Regions from separate parts of the Mus musculus genome. Here region 1 is linked to region 2. A link is a contact called in public HiChIP or PLAC-seq data. All regions are on one chromosome and are shown on one strand. The core of a region is the stretch at or near the end of the contact, and the rest is flanking DNA. Distances in the headings are between cores, read along the strand shown.

Evidence for each region. HiChIP or PLAC-seq counts read pairs in DNA pulled down with a chosen protein or histone mark.
Region 1: an H3K4me3 HiChIP or PLAC-seq map of embryonic basal ganglia shows a contact between it and region 2, with 2.2 times the contacts expected there. The contact joins two enhancer-like sites. A contact is called at or near these places in 4 of 115 datasets of contacts at active chromatin or transcription factors (embryonic basal ganglia, embryonic stem cells and neural progenitor cells) and 1 of 9 other capture datasets (adipose tissue).

What each region holds. Positions count from the first base shown.
Region 1 is chr9:61,620,666-61,626,172 of GRCm38.p6, reverse strand. No RefSeq gene overlaps it. Among named protein-coding and RNA genes, the nearest start is that of Gm39350, 28 kb to the right of the region's middle. Within about 2 kb of position 3,007, at least 20 of the 459 cell types and tissues checked have an H3K27ac peak or open chromatin away from gene starts, as enhancers often do. A contact at or near this core is called in embryonic basal ganglia, where this site is marked.
Region 2 is chr9:61,401,842-61,407,533 of GRCm38.p6, reverse strand. It overlaps Tle3 (transducin-like enhancer of split 3), which reads right to left. Exons shown (of 20, transcript NM_009389.2): 7 at 5,477-5,681; 8 at 4,066-4,082; 9 at 61-180. Among named protein-coding and RNA genes, the nearest start is that of Tle3, 32 kb to the right of the region's middle. Within about 2 kb of position 2,058, at least 106 of the 459 cell types and tissues checked have an H3K27ac peak or open chromatin away from gene starts, as enhancers often do. A contact at or near this core is called in embryonic basal ganglia, where this site is marked.

The DNA of each region.
Region 1 (5,507 bases), core at 1,758-4,257, 220 kb before region 2:
CTATTACCATGCAATTTACTCTGAGAAGTTAATGGGCTGTGTTAAAAAAACCTAACTCCATGAAAGTCAACTATGTTAATCTTTAATAATTATGGGCCTTGAACACAACTGGTGACTGTTGAGAGCAGGTCTCATGTAGCCCAGGCTAGCCTCACACTTATCATTGTGATATAAATGACCTGAAATCCTGATCCTCCTGTCTCTACCTTCTGAGTACTAGGACTCTATGCAGCAGCCACCACACACTGGGTTACATCTGGTGCTGGGGATCAAACCCAGGACTTCACGCATGCTAGGCAAGTGCTCTCCTAACTGAGCTACATGGCTGAGAGGAGGCTGTGGTTCAGCTTTGCAGTCAGTCCCACAAGTTCTCAGTCATGGGCTCCTTCTGAGGGATCTTCTGCTGCCTTTCCTGATGACACACATCCCACACACTCAGAGAGCCTTCTGTGGGGGGTAGAAACTTGGCCTTAAATCTTTAGGCTGTTGCTGAGCAGTGGTGGCGCACACCTTTGATCCCAGCACTTGGGAGGCAGAGGCAGGCATATTTCTGAGTTCAAGGCCTGCCTGGTCTACAGAGTGAGTTCCAGGACAGCCATGGATACACAGAGAAACCCTGTCTCGAAGAACAAACAAACAAACAAAAACAAAAACAAAACCTTTTGGCTGTGAGATAGGATGCCTCTGGCTGGCTGCCTTCCTGCTGGAAGACCCTGGGCGAGGCTCGTGTGTTCTCTTCCTCAGTTTCCTTATTTTTAAAGAAGCACCAGAGCGCTGACTACAATGGATTCAGAGCTAAGGGAAGGAAGCAGTTGGTGAGCGCCACACAATGGCTCCTCCTGTGTGTGGCCCAGCCTGCAGGATGGAACTGCTGATCTCAGAGGACAGTTAGGATCCTCAAGAGATAAGAATCCTCACACCAGAGACTATGTGACCCCAGTGCAGCACAATCCCTGAGGAGGGAGACGCAACCCTGAGCAGCCCCTTGCTGCCCCTGTGAGTCAGGATGAAAGGCCTGGCCCCACAAGGGGATGTGACTGGCTGTCCTTACTTTCCCTACTCAGGGCCTTCACCCTGGATGATGTCCTGCCTGGAACATTTGTCTTCCACACAGGAACACTGGTTTCCTTAGGTTTTTGCTCAGATATCATCCCTCTGTGAGTGTGTCCTGATCGCAAACATACACACACGTGCACACACTACACACATATACACACTCACAACACCACATACACACATACTGCACACACATACATATACACACACACCACACACATACATTCACACACATATACACGCAGCACATACATACACACATACCGCACACACATACTCACACACACACCACACATACACACACTCATACCTACGCATGCACACACACATACACACTCTCTCACACACACAAACATACATCACATACTTACACACACTCATGATTCCCGCCGTTCTTCCCACTTTAGTCTCCTGATGCTCTATCTTCACCAAGCTTCTGATTGCTTTTGCACATTTGATTTTGTCTGTCCGGCTGTCTGTCTGTCCTCATCCATTGCAGAATTGTCTATTGCTGTGACACATCCTCTAGAAATCAGTAGCTCAAAAGAACAAACAGGCTATCCCATCTCCCAGTCTGTGAGGAGCGTCAGAGCGTGGCTAGTGGCCCTCCCACCTCAGGAGGTGGAGACGGCTGCTAGCAGAGCTGGCAGGTCCAAGATGGCTTCGCTAGTCTGTCTGCGCCTTGGGAGCAGCAGCACGGGGAAGCTGGGACTCACTCACTATATTGGAGTGCCTACACACGGCTTCACAGATGTGGCTGGGCTCACTTTGGCCAAGGAGCCCAGGGCTCCTGGAGTGACACGGGGAAGACATAAGGGTCTTTCTTCACAGCAATGCTTCCTCCTTGTTCTCTCAGTTAGATCACCGCCAAAACCAACCTGAACTCCAGGGAAGCTAATGATTCCAGCTCTGCCCTCACTGCCTCCCCAGGAATGGGTCCAGCACACAGCGGCTTCTTAGTAGACACATCCTGGAGGCTGAGGAGGCAATGCATCTATGTTTTATTTATTTACTTCCTTGCTTACTATGTGCATTATATGAACATATGTGTGCTCATGTGTGTGTCCATGCATGTGGTCAGAGGCGGATGTCAGGTATCCTGTTCCTGCACCTTCTGCTTATCTCCTTGCGATGGAGGCTTTCTCTGAGCCTGGAGAAAGGTCAGCTGGCAGCCAGCATGACCTCATCCTTCTCCTTCTCCAGAACTGGGATTGAAGGAGCCAACACCACCACACGGGACTTGTTACCTGAGTGCTGAGGGATTTGCAGGCCCTGATACTTATGTAGCTAACACTCTTGCTTGTTGAGCCATCTTCCCAGCCACCTCAGCTAGAAACCCTTCATACCTGCCCCCGGAACCCGGAACGGAAAGGGAGTTCCTTGCTAGTTCACCATCCCCCTCCCTTCTGCCTGCTCTGCTTCTGAGCCCAAGGCTCTTTCCTCCTGTGCAGATGATCCTGGATCCAGATCATGAGCTGCCTCTGAGGGATATATATATATATATATATATATATATATATATATATATATATGCTCACGAATCACAACCACAGACAAGGTGGAGGCTGCTATGCCATTTTACAGATAAAGACATCAGGCCCAGAGAAATCAAGTCATTTCCCTCAGGTCACACAGCCTATCAAGCCCAGCCTGGAGGTTCTACAGAGCCACTGAACACCTGTCCCCCTTTTTAGGTTATGCAGGTGAGGCGCTTCCTCACCAAGCTTCTCCCCACCCCTCCCCCTAGCGTGATTTGTGTAGTCCTCTGAAACAGGACTTCTGGCATCTACTTTTTCTCCTCTCTTCCTTGGAGACCACGGTTTCCCACCCCTGAGATGCTCTGCCAAGGGAATTGGGTTTAATATTCATGAACCAGCCAGGCATGAGTGATTAGCTGACTGGTGTTGGAGGAGGCCTAATTGAATAAGGTATTTACATAACAAGTTAATGCTGTCGCCTGCGGTGCTCCTTTGCCTACCCCCACCCCCAGGCCCCCAACTTGTTCATCTTGTGCGTCTCCTCCCACTGGATGGCCAAGGACACAGAGGCGCCACTGGTGTTGATGTCCACAGCATACATAATGCCACAGAGGAGGGAATAACTGTGTATGGATGACGACACTCTGGACTCCTTGGTAGCCGGCAAGAGCAGGGGAGTTCTAGACTCCCCTAAAAGCAAACCCCCTCCCCAGGAGCTTGTAAATTAAGACTGGCCTTTGACCTAGTTGTATTCACCCCAAACCCTAAAGACCACAGATGACTCCCACCCCACTTCTGAGCTTGCATCCTTTTCTGTGATGTGCTGGACCCCAGTGTGATCGCAGGGAGTCTAGGACTATACACCACCTGCCTGGAGTAATATAGGAAGTGAGAGGACTGAGCACCGGGTTCTTCCTGGCCCAGGGGTTAGCACACTTGCTATGCAAGTGGGAGGACTTGAGTTCGAATCCCCAGAACCCATGGAAAAGCCAGATAACAATAGCACATGTCTGTAATCTGATTGTCCCTACAGAGAAACAGGATGGGGAGAACAGAGAATCTCTGGAAGCATGTGAACCAGTTAGCCTGGTGTACATGGCTGGACAAAGCCAAACAAAGAGACCTTGTTTCAAATGAGGTTGGAGGTGGGGGACAGACACCCGAGGTTGTCCTTAACCCATCATACACAAGTCATGGCGTGTGCGTGCTTGCACTCACACGGAGATAATAAGTGAATAAATAATGGGGGAAAATCCTGTGATTGTAAAGACATAAGTCACTATGTTCACATCTTCCCTAAGATCTGCCTTCAGGGTTAGGCCTGGACAGCACTCCCTTGGGGTTCTGCAACTCAGGGTTACAAGCTCATGAAGTCCTTGTTCACCACAGGCTGGGAGGTGTGTGGTGCATCTGACCTCAGGCGAGAGGAACACCAAGCCAAGTCCCTTGGCTTCAGTTGAAAGGGCTCAGCAGCCTCTCCCTGCAGGCAAACTACAAAGATGGGCTGGGCATGTCTGAGGAGAGTAGAAAGCACTAGCCGCTGAGCCACCAGCTCCAGTGAGCCGCCAGTGCACTGAAGCCCTGGAGCAGTGGATGGTGTCCTGCGAGGGCCACAACAGTCTGATTCTTCTTGCCAGGCACAAGAGGGGTAGAGCTGGGAAGCTGCGTGTCTGACCATGTGTGTGTGACTTCTGGGAGCTGCTGGTCCCTTGTTTGGAGACTGAACAAGATGATGGAGCTTACCTCATGGATTTGAGTGAGGAGAAAAAGAATTGTCTCATGTTAGGTGTTCAAAACAACAAATATTGCAACCAGGTACCTCAGTAGGTAGAATCTTCCAGTAGACTATGAAGATGGAGTGCGTGTAGGAGTGCAAGATCATGTCTTGAGCTTCAATCTTTTTGGTGGCTAATGATGGGTGAAGTTTAGATAACTTTCATGGCTCTGAGCTGTATGACAGGGGTCATGAGTCTGATCTGTCAGTCAAAACGGCAGACACTAATAGACAGCGCCTGTCACACAGTGGACTGAGCCAGTGAGGATGGAGAATCCGGCCTTCGTGAACCTCCCTAGGGGCTGGCACTTCTGATCCCCGTGAACATGAAGCCAGGGGGTCTGGACTGTTGGCTCCAGTGCACTGGAGGGCAAGGCTGGGCAGCTGTGCCTTTTAGAAATGCACAGCTGCTGAGCTGTTGATTAAATGTTTGGAACAGAAGTATTTTAGAAATATCTGATGGGAGAGGAGCCCTGCCGCAGGGTGGTTCTCCACTGAGATGGGTTGCTGTTTGGTTTTTTTTAAGGTCTTGCATGTGATGGCTATCACAAGGTAGAAGGTAGCTGGTTGGTTAGTGTCTTGTCCTCCTGGGTAGCTGCATGGTGACATCTGCTCCTGGCTCCTGCCACCACCACATTCCCATTCTGTGTAGTCTCCCCCCTGCTGCGGACCAGCGGCAGCTTTCTGACATCAGAATAGCTCAAGGCTCTATTTCCAAGTTTGCCCATCCCCACCGGGAGGCCAAACCATTACACTTGGCAAGGGAGACCACAGGAGAATCAGCAGTTAAACCAACATCTTAGATATTGCCAGTGTTTTTGGTTTTGTTCCTTGCCCACCATGACACATTCCCCAGAAGCTGTGGTGTAATTCCTGTTCCTAGCAGCACTCACATATGCCAAGCAGCCAGTGGGAGGTGTGAAGGCATGGCTACTGTCCCTGAGAGTACTCCTGGTGTCTGCTCCCAGTGGGGGAGAATGTCAGGGCCAATGCTGAGGACCAAAGCTAGATATGGGTGAGGTCGGGGAGGCAGGTGAGGATGGTTAAACACTCAAGGATCAAGACAAATCAGTATTTTTAAAGGCCAGGTTCACTAGCCTTTACAAAGAATCTAGACATTGCTTTTTATTTTTTTTTTAAATACGTTCCTTTGAAATGCTTATCATGGCTGGTGCACTCTCATGAGAGGTGCTGCTTAA
Region 2 (5,692 bases), core at 809-3,308:
TCGAGGCCAAAGGGAGGTCACAACCCTACCCGGCGAAGCCACTCGCCGACCCCTACGTACGTATCTGCTGAGGCTGTCTTTCTCTTCCGCCTTCCGCTTCTTGGCTTCCATGCTGTAGTCTGCAGAGCCCCGGTGCTTCTCACTGGCCCGGAGGCTTTCAGAGGGTGACACGGAATTGTTCTGGAAGAAGAGGACCCTGGGGTCAAACCTCCATGCTGATTGTATAATACTGCACACAGGCAATATTACATTCGAGTAAGCGGATGACAGAGGGCCAGAAGACGGAGGTGGGCAGATACCCTGTGTCTGCAGATGTGGTTCACCCACGACGTTCCCAGGACACCTTGGGTCCCTGGGAACTTACCCAAGATATCAATTTTTAGAAGCAAGGTACTGCTATTTCTGTTTCCTGGCCTGAGGCAAGGTCCCAAGAGGGTGAGGGGCACCCGTCACTCTATTTACTTCAAGGAAAGATGTGTCTTTTCAAGTCAGACCTGAGCCATAGATGAGCATACATGAAGAACTTCCATTTTAAGTTGGGCAGCGAATGAGAAAAGGTGCTGAGCTGCAGATAAAGCCCTAAGCAGAGATGAACAACCCTGAGCCCGGGCTCCTCCACTGCCAATCCTCCCACAAACGGAAGACAAGCCAGTGTCACAAAGGCACAAAGCCTGCAAGGCCACTAAGCCTTTCCCTTAGGGTGGGGACAAGTGTCCCAAGAGAGCAAGCTAAGGTCTCCCAGCAGAGGACTGTAGGTTTCATGCTGGGGAGAGAGCACTGGGAGTTTTCTCAGTTCTTCCTCTGCTCCAGGGGGAGGGAGGGGAATCCCTAGGGATGACAAGCCTGAGAAAGAGAAGATCTGAGGCAGGTGAGCAGCAGGGAAGGCTGGAAGCAGGGTGTCCTGTGGCTGTGCACAGGGAGGGGGAACCTCTGGCAAGGGCTAATCTGCAAACCTTGAAGGCCTAGCGCCCCCTCAGTGAACTCAATGGCTTACCTCAAGCACCACTGTTTGAATGTGAAGTGCTCCACAGGCTAAGGGGTCCCAGCTGATTGGGGGGAGGGGTTGTCCTTGGAACCTTCTGGACATGGATTCTGGCTGGCAGACACAGGGCCACAGGGGATTATAGGGGAGTTCTGATACAGGCCAGCTTCTTCCTAACTGTGGCTAGGATGTAACCAGTCACCCCACACTCCTGCTTCCTCCAAGTCACAATGTGACCATAACGGACTGTACACCCTCAAACCATGAGCCAAATAATCCTTCCTCGATCCAGTTATCTTATCCTAGTGATAAGAAAAGTACTGATAAACCTACCCTTGTTCAGACTGACATTAATGTCAGGAGTGATAGGATGAGTCAGAGAACCCCGGTCTAACTACAGGGATAAGAGTGGCCACAAGTCCACACATGCTAAAGATGTATGCTGGAGTCCACACAGGCTAAAGACGCATGCTGGAGTCCACACAGGCTAAAGATGCATGCTGGAGTCGTGTGGGACTCCAGAGCAAGACGATGTGCTTACAAAGAGGGACACTAAAGGCAGGTACGGTAACCCTTCTTGTCTCCTTTCCCCATTTTACTAGAGGCCAATGCTGGCCCAGGGATGGGGTTCACTGGCAAGGAACGAGGCGGGGTGGCCAGCAGGTGGATGGGTTTGGGGGAATGGTGTGGGAGGGAGCCAGCCGCAGAACTTAATTTCCTTTCCTAAGCCGGTTTTCTGGGCAGCCCTTCCCTGCCAAGTTTCTGCCTGAAGCAAATTAAAATGGCAGAGTTATCAAGCCTTGAAGAAAAAAAATGGAGGTTATAATGGAACTGCAGCTCAACCTTCCCCGCAGCCGGGCGAGCGGCGGCGATGCGCTCACAGCCGCAATTCAATTAGTTGCTGCAAGCACAGGCAGAAAAAAAAATCACCGTCATTTCATTTCATTTCCTCCGATGGTGGCGGCCACCCCGTGCTAAGCAGAAATGCTTCCAGCCCCTCAGGCTGGCTGCCCCTGCGCAGGCGGGTGATGGAGAGGAGGGAGGGGACGGGGTGGCTGCTCGTGTTTCTCCTTGCGACCCAGTGCGAGAACAGGGAACTCTTTCTTCTCATGCAGTCAGGCTGAAAACCCTCGCCGCTACCGGAGAGTCATGTCAGGCATTTAGCGGCATCGATCCAGCCCGCCTCTGGTTGGCAGGCGGCCAAAAAACTAAGTATTTTTTATTGCTTCAGCTAGGCAAGGAAATATGAATGAAGCTACCTCTAATTGGACTCCAGACTAACCCCTCTGGGACAGCTTCCAGCCTGTCCACCCGGCCCCCTCCCCTCTCTGACACAGCCTTGTCCTTCCTGCCGGAGGCCTTGACTGTTGACAAGCTGTTTTCCTAAGGCTGATTATTTCAATCTCCACCATCCAACACCATGGCCCTGAGGATGCAGCCCCCAGAGTACTCCCCATCCCCCACTGGTGCCCTCCCTGAGCTGCCCAGCCCTAGGATGTCATGGGATTCATCCCTGTTCATTCCCCAGCTCCCATGTTGAGTCAGCCTAGCTTGGATGCCAGGAGCATTATTGGGGGGGGGCTGCACACTTGGGGGTCCCTCTGGGTTTCTGGCAGAAAGCTTTCAGCAAGGGCACAAAGCCAAAAGCGAATAGGTATGAAGAAGTAGGTAATGGGCTTCAATGCCCACTTCCTGGGGAAGGCCTCCTGCTAACCAAGTAATGAGCCCTGCTACAGGGGGTCTGCCTATCCAAAGCTGAGAGGCCGTCTGGCAGGGTAATCCCCATGACATGCAGGAGGAGACAGGGGCTCCAAGGTCAAGACACAAGACCTCATAAGGCTGAGATTGGATTGAAGCTGGGGAGGGGTGGAGGTTGGGGGTGGGGTTGGGAGACAACGCAGGTGGACATACCTAGTCCAGCTTCTATGTAGGGAAACTGCCTCTCCAAAAGTATGCCACTGTTTAAGGATCAACACCAAAGCAATCAAAATGGACTTGAGCTTTAATCAATCCTTTCTTCTGTGCCTAGCCATTCCTGAGCCCAAGGGGGCGGGCGGGGCCTGGATTTCTGAGCAGGCAGGCAGGCAGGGCAAGAAGAGACAGCTAATGGGAGGGAGGTATGAGAACAGTCTGGATGGAGGGAGGGATTGGAAAGGAAGGCGGGTCAAGCAGAGAGAGCTTCCCGAGGAGGCTGCTGCCTGGACGGCTAGTTAAAGGCCTGACATTCCAAGCCCTACTTAACATGAGGTAATAAGGAGAGCCATCCTAGCAGATTAAGATGGTCCCGGATACAAGCTCTGCGATGAAGAATAAAATAGCTCTGCTAATCGCTGGAGGATTTTTTTTTTTTATCCAGACTCCAGTGTGCTTATTCAGAGGGCTTATTCACTTGAAACAGAACCTTGGAGCCTCGGTGTGATCAGAAAGATTTACAGCAAATCTCTGAGCTGGCAGACACGCAGGCGGCCTGGCCTTAATACCTGCTAGCTAGCACTTTTTTCAACAGAGTCAAAGTGCAGAGCAGGGAGAAACCTTGGGCATCTGGAGAAAGGAGGGCTCGGGATTATGCCGGAAGTAGGCATCCAGCCTACGGGGCTGATGAACCATCATCAACCTAGGCAGCATCGGGAACGCAGGGCTCAGGCCAGTGACTCCAAAGAGCCCCTTGGAAGATGTAGGTTGGTGGGCTAATGGCTTCAGTTGACCATGTCTCTTTGTAAGGGGGGCTTTGGAGGTCACTCAGGCAAGTGCCTAGAGTTAAACAGCTTCCCTAATTAAAGGTCACTCAACAGAGGACAGCAACTCCTATATTATGATAGACAGTAACTACCCCTAGTACTGAATATGGGTAGAGACACCGTCACCCACATACCAGTCCTGAAGCCAGGTCTTCTAGCTGTGGGCACACATAAACAAATGATAAATAAAAACCCCAGCTTCCACCCACAGAGCAGAACGGGAAACTGGGGTTAGCTGTGGGTAGCACAGGCTACTTGCCAGGCCTGTAATTCTAGGAACAGGCCTCTAGGCAGGCCCATCTTCCTCCCGCACCCCATCCCTACACCAAAAGCACCTTCACTTACCGTGCTGGACTCTCTCTCTGAGAGGCAGGAAGGCCAGGAAAGGAGGAGGGTCAGGACCCACAAGGAAAAAAAACAAGGTCACTTTAATAAATCACAGTTGACCTTTGTGGTTTATCAAAGCCACCTCTCACTGGTTAGCCTGACTCTACTTCCCTGAGTGCAGTGAAGGCACGCCCCGTATATGGCATCTTAATGGTGCCCCCTCCCACCAGTGCCCAGCATGGCCTAGAATCCAGGCCATTAGCCTTCTTCCTGGTGTGTCAAAAGAATCTTGGTTTGCTTTTCGCCGTACTTTCTAGAATCGTACATGAGAGCTGGGAAGGTTATTGCTTTTTTTTTTTTTTTTAAAAATTGCAATTTGGAACTGACTTCTACTGGTTTGCTTTCTTAACACCATTCTCTGTTCCTTTGCCAAAAAGCCCCCAGAAGCATAGGCCTCTGGTCACACCAGTCCAGCTAATCAGCAGCTCTCATTGTCCTCTCCCCTCTGTCAAGAAGGAACAAAACAGTTGGCCACTGGCTCCTAGGATACAGCACGGACTAAGGCTTGGATGGCGACTCCTCCCCGAAAGCCCCTGGGAGCTTGGAAGATATTGACTATGTGGCCCAGTAAATACCTAAAAGCCAACCAAAAGTACAAGCTGGCAGCGTTACAAAGAGGCTGCATGAGGCCAGGTCCTTGTTCCCTCTGATATCCTCCTGAGCCCCAGTGGTGCTATTCAGGGGGCTGGGGCAAGAGTTCCCATTCCTCGTCTCTCTAGTTACTTCTCTGTTGGCGTATTCCTGAGACCCTACACTTACAGATGGTCCACTAGTCTGAGTCAGGGTCTCAAATACCCTGGGCCAGCCTTGAACTCACTACACAGATGAGAATTACCATGAACTTTCTCCCTTTCTGCCTCTATCTCCCAGTGCTGGACTTACCGGCAGGCACTACCACCCCTGTTTTATATGGTGCCAAGGGATGAACTCAGGGTTCGGGCATGCTTGGCAAATATTCTTACCAACTGAGCAACACCCCCAGCAGTGCTGCCTCTTGGAAGGTTTCCCAGTGAGGAGACTCAGAGATCCAGAAAGATAGCAACAGAAGGCTACAACGAGGCCCCAACTCAAGCTCTTTTAAGAAAGGCACCCAGTGCAATCACGAAAGCACCCTGAAGGGCATGCAGGGCTGGCCCTAAAAACTAGGCAGGGTGTTATTGGGAATATGGGGGGCTACTGTAGATAAACAGACTGTCACCGGGGTCTACATCAGGAACTGCAGCATGTCCATGCACTGGACTCAACAGACGGCTCCAAGTCTTAGCTAACACCAGGCTTCAGGTGACAGTACTTGTCGCATCCATTTACAGTGTGCCCTCCAGCTCCAGCCCACCCAGCCCAGCCCAGCCCAGCCCAGCCAGAGCCACACCTCTGTGATCCAGTTCATGGTGGTTCTTCTCATCCTTCACCGCCAAGTGAGCTTGACTTCCCAGGGCACCAAGTGCCAGCAACCCAGAGCTGCTTCCTGTCACTGGGGGAATCCCAGGAGGCTGGAGGCCTGACGGGTGGGGTGGCAGCTGGACCGGGGGACCATGCGTGGCATGGGAGAGGTGCTGGGCCTGGAGTTGCTGCTGCTGTAATGAAG